Linked DNA regions of Mus musculus: region 1 is linked to region 2. Evidence: chromatin contacts called from public HiChIP or PLAC-seq data. All regions are on one chromosome and are shown on one strand. The core of a region is the stretch at or near the end of the contact, and the rest is flanking DNA. Distances in the headings are between cores, read along the strand shown. Region 1 holds the start of Reps1 (RalBP1 associated Eps domain containing protein). Region 2 has its middle 280 kb from the start of Gm23892.

Evidence for each region. HiChIP or PLAC-seq counts read pairs in DNA pulled down with a chosen protein or histone mark.
Region 1: a contact with region 2 is called in an H3K27ac HiChIP or PLAC-seq map of epiblast stem cells, with 8 times the contacts expected there. The contact joins the promoter of Reps1 here to the enhancer-like site in region 2. A contact is called at or near these places in 3 of 39 promoter capture datasets (the 3T3-L1 cell line, cranial neural crest and liver) and 3 of 115 datasets of contacts at active chromatin or transcription factors (embryonic stem cells, epiblast stem cells and large pre-B cells).

Annotation. Positions count from the first base shown.
Region 1 is chr10:18,053,247-18,057,860 of GRCm38.p6, reverse strand. Reps1 (RalBP1 associated Eps domain containing protein) reads right to left here and starts at 1,921. Exons shown (of 20, transcript NM_009048.2): 1 at 1,746-1,921. The coding sequence starts at 1,898.
Region 2 is chr10:15,260,311-15,264,885 of GRCm38.p6, reverse strand. No RefSeq gene overlaps it. Among named protein-coding and RNA genes, the nearest start is that of Gm23892, 280 kb to the right of the region's middle. Within about 2 kb of position 1,750, at least 9 of the 459 cell types and tissues checked have an H3K27ac peak or open chromatin away from gene starts, as enhancers often do. A contact at or near this core is called in epiblast stem cells, where this site is marked.

The DNA.
Region 1 (4,614 bases), core at 672-3,171, 2.8 Mb before region 2:
CCAATACAATTGAGTAAAATATGAAAATAAGTTGGATTCAATTGAACATATCTCAGCTGGAGGTTAATGGACACTAATTTCTATGCCCTAAACATGTAAACACCCTAAAAAAGTCTTGTGTACCATTAGAATGACAAAGTCATTTCCAGTTAACTCTGAACCCCAAAGACATGAGCTAAAATAGAATATGGGGGGCTTCTTGTCCAGAACCTGTAAGTTTTGTACCAAATCCATTAGACACTAGCCCCATATCATTTAACCCATCAGCAAACTATGGGATGTTTTGTGTGAACCCAAGCTAAACCTGGTTTCCTCATCGTAAGAGGGCCATAAAAACAAAAACAGTGAATCCACACAGAATCTGAATTGTTGGGAAAGCCTAAAATTGTCACTATGTTGTCCTCTTCAGCAGCACAGATCTGAGACTTTCTTATCCTTCCCTGGTACCTAAAACACTCACCTTTCCCCACCACACCCCAGGGTTAAGAAAAAATGACAAAATGAAACAAAAGCAAAGTGAGAAAGAATTCACTCCCTAAACCACAGTAGGCACTCGGGTATTGTCTATATTCGAGGTGTGTGTAGAAATTTTTATATCACAAGGGTTTCTGTTAGAAGAAAACTGACTTTCACTCTAAGATGGGCCTCAGAGAACTGGAGGCTGAGGAGGCAGAGTGATGAGATTTCTAAAAGCCTGGAGACTCCTGGCCCAGCCCACACCCACGTCCCAGCACCTGAGCAGTTGAGGGGGCAACAGGACCCTGAGTTCAGGGCTAGTCTGGGATATAAAGCAATAAGCTGTCTCAAAACAAAGTAAAATCAAACCTCTGGCCCAATATTCTGCTTCCACTGCATTATATCCACTTCCATCTCCATGTGTTTGGAGATTTGGATAACTGGCTTGGGATCAATATGAGGATGAAAACTTAAGACGGTTCCTTCCTCCCATACAGTTTAAACAGGCTCTTACTATAGCAGCTATGAATCATTAAGCAGTAGCATTAATGCTCATCACAAATATTAGCACTTCTAAAACAGGCGACAAAGAAGGTTTACCCTTGCTGCTACAGAGTTACGAGTGGCAGAGTTACAGACTGAGGAGACTATCCGCTGTCTGATTCCAGCTGTTCAATAAATCCCAAACCAAACCCACAAGCTCCACTGACTATTCCCGGGAAGGGCACTAGAAGATACTGTCCACCGGCCACCCATTCTACGACCAAGTTCTTTTCACATCTATCTACATGCCAAGTATCAGCCAGAAGTTCAAATTTCTTAGTCTCCCCTAAGAACACAGCTTCCTTAAATTTAAAACAAAACAAAACAACCCCCCCCCTAAAAAAAAAACCCAAACCACCTGCTTCTTGGATACCTTAAGCGTAACAAATCTCACTTCATCGAGTCTGCTCGGCTCGCTCAAAAATCCATATGGCATTTTGCCTGCCTATAGTCGTAACTTTCCTATTGTGCGGGAGTCGAAGAGCTATGTGACTATAGTAGGCATATCCAGCAGACGCTAGGATGCACACACAACCCGAGAGACCCGGGACCTTGCTCTTCCAGTGCACAGGCTGCCGGAGGGATGCAGGCTCCGCAGACCCCCGCCCCCACCCGGACGGCGAGCCCTCCCCCTCCAGGGGTCCCCGCGCACCCCGCTCCCGCACCTGCGGCCTCTGCCCGTCCCCGGGGGAGCCCACTCCCGCTGCCGCTGCCCGGGGCCCGCGCGGCCGGGGACGCGGCGGTACCTGGAGGACCACGTCGTTGGGCAGCTGCGCGGCCCGGAACAGCTCGAGCACTCGCCCGTTGACCACCACCTTCTTGGTGCTCTCGATGTCGCAGTAGGAGAAGAGATCCGAGTAGTATTTCTGCTCGGCGTCGCTCAGCGTCAAGCCTTCCATCTTCGCCTCGGCCCGGCGGCCGCCCCGCCCCGCATGCACCACCCGGGCGCCGGCCCCGCGACCCGGGGCGGCCGGCGGGGTACTGCGCACGGCACGGCCTCCCCGCGGGGCCGCGAGCTCGTGTGGCCCGGGGCAGCCGGCGGCGGTGGCGCGCGGCTGTGCGCGGCCGCAAGCTCGGCGTGGGGAAAAGGAGGCGGCGGCTCCGGGCTCGGCCGCGTCCCTCGGGCTTCCCGCCTCGGCTTCCCCTTCCGCCCACGCGCCCCCCTCCGAGAAGTTGTGGGGCTTCCGAAGTCTAAAGTTTCGGGGGCTCGGGGCTGCGCGTGGCCGCCGCTCCGCCTCCCTCGGCCGCCATTGACTGCGCCCCGGCCCGGCACTGACAGCGGCGGCCGCGCTCCAGACCCGGATGTGAGGCCGGGAGGAGAGAGCGCGAGAGGGAGAGGGAGAGGGAGAGAGAGAGAGAGAAACACCCACCGGGCTGGCTCGGCCGCTCCCGGGAGAGCGGGCCGCAGCGCCCCCTGCTGGCCGGAGCCCCGCGGCACGGCGGGGCGCGGCGAGTGGCCCTGGGCGCCCTCCGCGAGGACCCCAGGCTGGGGGCACTTGGGGACCGACCGGCGTCCCAGCGACGCGGAGGGTTCAGGTCGCACTGCGGGCTGGGGTGCGGCAGCTTCTGGCGTGCAGCATTTCCTAACGGTTTGCACTTAACGAGGATAAGTGCATCGCTTTGCGCCGTCCACTGAAGCAGGGAAGCTTGCTCAGGTGTGGACGCTTAAACCAAGGCTGAACTCGATCTGGTCCCAAGCCGGGTCTTCTGTAAAACCAAGTTTGAAAAAATAGAAATAAAGAAAAAAAAAGTCACCTTTTTTTTTTTTTTTTTTCACCGAGAACCAAATACTGTCGGTTTATGCCATCCACTCGGGAAACCTGTGTAGGCCTTCAGCCAACTCCAGGCCCTCTTGTTGCTCACCATCCCTTCCTTCCTCTGGGGGGTGGGGGGGGGGGAGTCTTAATCTGCATCTGTCTCTGGAGTTCATAGACCCTTAACGAGCCTTTAATCTTTTAAAAGTATTTCTTTCCTGAAACTCTATGAAGTCAGGCTGGACTTGAACTCTTGATCCCCTGCCTTTTCTTTCCTAGTGAAGGGATACCATCACCAGTCAGCCCGCGACCTTGTCAGCATTAAATATGAAGTATTTCAGAAACGGGAGCCAAGGAAGATTACACAGAGGGCTTTTCAAGTTTGGTTTTTATTCTCTGTTACATAGAGCCCATTAAGGGGACATCATTATAAGAATGAGCAGACATAGAGGGCTGGGGATATAGCTCATTTGTTAGAGCACTGTGTGCACAACGCCCTGGGTTCTATTCCCAGCACTGCATAGATCAAGTGTGGTGGTGCTTACCTGTAATCCCAGCCATTTGGGAGGTAGAGGACAGGAGGATCAGAAGTTCAAGGTCATGTTCAGCCTCACAGAACACAGAAGGCCAACCTAGACCCTATCTCAAACAGCCCAGAAAACAGAAAGAAGAACTCTGGCACCAAATGCCTCCTTTGGAGGCTAAATCTAAATGAACGTCTGTGAAGCTCTTTATGTAAGTCTTTATAGATGCCACTTTGTGGCGATATTTTCATGTTACTCTACTTCATATAGTGCTTAGTACGTCTTACAATTCATACTCACAATTGCAGTTTGGGTATGTGTGTGTGTGTGTGTGTGTGTGTGTGTGTGCATTTTTAAAAGATAGGTTCAATGAGGTAGGGACTGATTCCTGCTGTCACTGGTCTCTTTTCCCCTGCCACCTCCCCATGGCCTAGCAGCTCTATCCTGCCCTAAGCCTTTGTTCCTTCTGAAACCTCACACAGACATTTGCACGTTCCTTCTCCTGTTCCGAGGGCTCCGTCTTGGAGAACAGTCCCGCTAACACCTGATCTCCAGCTGTTGTGCTGTGTTTGCTCTTCTTAACCTGAATTCTTTTTCCTTATTGCATGTCTAGCTGATATCCAAATATGAATTTCTGTACATATTCATTTTTCTAAAATTTTATGCTGATTACACCATTGATGACAACAGCCCCGTGAAACGAGCTTGACAAGGGTTTCCTTTTTTGAAAACTTGGGATACTGAGACAAAAATGGTGTTAGCAACTTGTAAGTTTCATGACACTAAATATCTAGATGCAGGGTTCTAAACCTACTCAACTCTAAAACCAGTACCCTTTCTTAAGTCTCCTGAGCCACTAGCTCTCTATTCAGTAGAAGTGTTTCATTTCTTCGTCACCACCCTTCCAAGGCCTGTCACATACAGGTGTACCTCAATCACAAGTGATCAAATGAAGTTTAGTATTGATGGGCTAAGAAAGCATCCCGGGCTCTAACTTCCTAGCTTCAGTAAACTACAGCTCTGTGCCTCTCTTAAAATCTGAAGTCATTGCAAGATCGCATCATGTACAAGCGTTAAGCTCTGAAATGTCCCTCTCAGTTCATAATCTGTCCTTTCCCCCTCCCCTGCCGTTCCATAAATAAACCTGTCCCTTACAGTCCTGAGAGTCTGAAGTTCCAGCACAGTGAGTGGGTTCACAGTTATACTGTGAAGGGCTGGAGAGATGGCTCAGAAGTGAGGAGCATTTGCTGCCCTTGCAGAGGACCCAAACTCCCTTCCCAGCACATATACAGCCTCGCACGGGATCCTTAAAGCCAGCTCCTGGGATCGGATGCTCC
Region 2 (4,575 bases), core at 501-3,000:
ACCTTACCCATATGCTATATTATTGGAAAGTTTTGATAGAGTTAAGATCACCAATCTTGGCTAGTCTTTTCATATTCATAGTAATTCTTGTCAACTAACTAATTGTGTAGATCCTAATTTAGATAAGGAATCTGCTGTTATGATTTTGTTAAGGAGACCTGCTTATGTTTTGCTGCTTGCAGAGTTAGGAAATGATCCTTGTTTTGTAAATTCAGGAATGCAAACTTTGAAAAGAGTAAATGAACTTATTAGACCAAGGAGATTTGTTGCAATTCTGATTTTAGAAATTACTGCTTTAATTGCAATTTTAACTTCTTTTGTAGTAGCATTATCTACCACAGTCTTAGTTCAGCAACTGCATACCGCTCATTTTTTAATGATATGCATTAGAATATTTCCATAGCTTTGTCAGAGCTGCATAGTGTAGATAAACAATTGGAAGCAAAGGTTAACGCCCTCTAAGAAGCAGTGCTGGCAATAGGGCAAGATATTGCAAATATTAAGGTTAGGTTAGCTATTAAATGTCATGCTTCATTCCAATATATTTGTGTCACATCATTACCTTATAATGCAACCATAGATTGGGAAAAGACTAAAGCTCATTTGCAGGGAGTATGGAGAGATGCTGATATTTCTCATGACTTGGAACACTTAAAGAAATTTTAGATATTAGCAAAAGTCACTTGGACACTTGGAACACTGATGAATTGGCCAGAGATTTAAAAAATAACCTAAGTGCATTAAATGCCCTGGATTGGGTTCAATATATAATCCTACTTGCTATTATTATTGGCATTATTTTATTAGTAATCGTTGTGTTTCCACTCATCTTTAGAGTACATCTGAGATCTGTAGCTATGACGAAACGAGACATTCTGGAACTTTGACTGAAAAATTAAAAAAATGAAAGGAGGAGAATGCTTTGCCCACTCCAGTGACGTCTGCCTGTCGAGGTCAAAATGCCTGAAGGCAGTCAGGAGGCAAAGAGTTTCAAGGAAACTCAGCCTCCTTGGAACCTTGGCATTCTCATAACCTGTATACTCATATCCTATCCCTGCATTAGTATGGTGTATGCTCTCTTTCAGTATTGTTTTATAAGTGCCTTTAAAGATTGAATTTTAACATTAGGTGAGCCTCCACCAGTGTTCCAATGTCCTAGAAAATCCTTGAAGCTGATGAGCTTGGAATTCAGTAGGAATTCAGTGAAAAGGTAACATTCAAATTTACTTCTAGCAGACAGTGAAACTAATTAGGCATTACAAAGAATGGAACTAGAATAGCTCAGGGCTAGTCAGAGTGATTACTTAGGACTCAGGACAGTAGGGGAGTCTCAGAGTCTCACCTAAACAAGGAAATACACAATAGCCTAGTGAATAGATGAGTTTACCATGAAAGAGTTAGGGAATCCCCCTGAGACAGGTTTCTTCACTAGGCCCAAGGGAACGGCATAATCAGGCATTTACTAAGAACCCCTGGTGGTGGGCTTAACAATAGACTAGCATTACACCTGGCTCCCTTCTTAGTTGTAAACAGTGGCCTGGTCCCCACCATCTTTTGTTGTATACATTCCTTTTGTTTTGCGTCACTGTAACTCACCTGGTTTCTTGTTATTCTTCTGTATAAAAAGTTTTATGCTCAATTTGACAAATTACACTCAGATTCAACATGCTTTCTCGTGTCATCTCTGTTTGTCACCTACTTTCGCTGACTCCTTCGCCCACCTGCAACCAGAGACCCGTTCCATGCAGATAGAAGACCCACAAAAGAGGATAGTCTGCGGCAATTGGTGCCTGAATAGGGACACCAGGGCAGGTTAGTCTTTATTTCTTTTTCCTTCTTTTTTCTTTTTCTTCTTTTTTTCCTCAGGCAAGGATAGGATCTCGTTACTGCAGATGGGCTGATAAGATAGATCAGTTAAGGTTGAGTACGTTTTATCATGGGGCAATCAGAATCAAAAGGGAAGATTGTTTCTGTCAGTCTTTAAGCACATGTTGTCTGGCAGAGGCCTAAAGGTCTCGGATAAATCCTTACAAGAATGTTATGATTTTGTGCAAAAAATCAGTCCCTGGTTTCCAGAGGAGGGAAGGTTGACATTGGAGGATTGGAAGCAAGTAGGTAAAGATATGAGGAAGTTCCATGAGGAAAATTCATCTAGGGAAATCCCCAATAATGCCCTTATTCTGTGGCAACAAATGAGGGGTTTATTGACTGAGAAAACAGACTTAGAATTTCTTGCAGAGGAAGCTCCTTCAGAGCCCTCTGATGATCAGAAAGTGAAACTGTCTGCTTCTAAAAAGAAATCGTGCTATACAGGCAAAAAAGAGAAAAGGCTAGAAAAATGTGAATCAGAGACAACTGATGATGAATGGGTTTTTTCTGAGGAAACGGGGAAGTGTGAACTAAAGGGAAGAAGAGATCGTTTTCATAGCCGCGGAGAGAGCAGTGGGGAGGAGTCATTTATAGCAGCACCAGTCACTCATAAACCTGTACCAAAACCGCATAGGTTTCTGTCGCCTGTGTTTTGTTTTTTGTTTTTTGTTTTTTGTTTTTTGTTTTTTGTTTTTTGTTTTTTGTTTTTTGTTTTTTGTTTTTGTTTTGTTTTGGTTTTTTTTGATGCTGCTGTGGCAGAGGCTAAAAGAAAAGATTTTACTCTCACTTGCCCAGTAATTTGTGTAGAAGGTAGTGAGCCACGATGGGAACCTTTGCCATTAAAAACTCTTAAGGAATTACAGTCATCAGGAAAGACACTGGGCCCCACTGCACCTTATACATTACAGGTTTTGGATGTAGTAGCAAGCCAGTGGCTTACTCCTTACGATTGGCATCAAATGGCAAAGGCGACACTGGCTCCCAGAGATTTTATTCTCTGGAGAACAGAGTATGAAGAGAAGGCCAGGAAGTTAGTACAGGAAAGATTCTCATCAAAACATGGAACTAAGCCCACGAAGTCCATGCTTCTTGGGCAAAAGGACTATGCTAAACCAGCAGCGCAACTAAAAATTTCAAATGCAGTGTTGAAAAAAAAATTAATCAGATAGCCGTATCCAGCTGGCAGAGTTTACCCCCACCTGGGGCTAAGTCCACAGTCCTTTCAGGAATTAGGCAAAAGCTCAACGAGTCTTATGAGAATTTTGTGGCTAGATTAGAAGAGGCAGTTTCTAGAGTGCTTCCTCCCTCAGAAGGGACTAATATATTAATAAAACAGTTGGCTTGGGAAAACTCGAATACCTTGTGCCAAGACCTGATCAGACCAATCCGTAAGACAAGTTCCCTACAAGATTAAATTAAAGCACGTGTAGATGTCTCACTGGCTGTAATTCAGGGGATAGCTTACGTGGCAGCAATGAAAGGAGAAAAATTCAGCGCCTATGTCAGAAATACTTAAGGGAACGAAAAGAATTCCCAAGGGAATGAAATTACACGTTTCCAGTGTAAAAGGCCAGGGTACCTGAGAAAAGATTGTATAAATTCCTTGGGAAACAAGAAGAGCGTTCCTCATGGTCCCTGTCAGCATTGTGGCAAAAGAAAGCACTGGGGAAGTGAATGTAAATCAAAGTTCCATAAGGATGGGACTCTGCTCACTAAAGAAGCGGGAAAGATTAGAAAGTCTAAAAGCTAGAAAGGGGGCTGCCTCTTAGCGGGAAAAGAGAGGCACAGTCAAGTGGGTGGTAAAGAACCCACTCCTCTGAATCCGGAAGCTCTGGAATTTACCATTTACCTAGAGCTACCGCAGGGAGTGCAGGGTTAGATCTGGCAGCTTTAACAGATGTTTCTAGTTGGGATGGTGTGCATCTCATCTCCACTTCAGTATGGGGTACCTTGCCTCCAGGGACTGTAGGTCTTATCATAGGAAGTAGCTCGAATTATGAGAAAAGCTTTGAGGTGGTCCCTGGACTTGTGGATTCTGATACTTTAGGTGAAATTAAAGTTATGGTTAAAACATTAAAGGAGAGAGTTCAGCTTCATAAAGGTCAAAGGATAGCTAGCACAGCTCCTTTTATTACCTTATTTACAACTCCCCAATCCTACATTGAAAACAGCACTAGAATTTATGCCATTCTCATAGATATTCCAATATTCATTATGTATCTACAGTAGAAACACAGCTGCAAGTTAAACCATGGGAAATTTAAACATGAGAATCCCAGCCTCTTGAAGTTCATTAATAGAAAAGAAACATAGTTGAGAATTTGAGCTGACTACCTCAGCTTATCCTGTCTGTTTCTGATGGGTTTTATGAATGGCTGGTTTGGTAAAATCATCTCTATCTACTGTTGTTCTTTTTTTTTTTTTTTAACCATTCAGAGAAAGCTTATTTAGAGAAATTTTTAAATAATTTCTACTCTTTGTTTTGTATGTATGTATGTATGTATGTATGTATGTATGTATTTTAAACTCCAGATTGTATTCCCCTTCTGGTCCACCCTCCAACTGTTCCACATCCCATCCCATACCTCCACCCCACCCCTGTTTCCACAAGGATGTCCCCATTTCCCACCCTACCCCACCAGATCTCTAAACTTTCTGGGGCCTCCCAGTCTCTTGAGGGTTAGGTGCATCTTCTCTGACTAAATT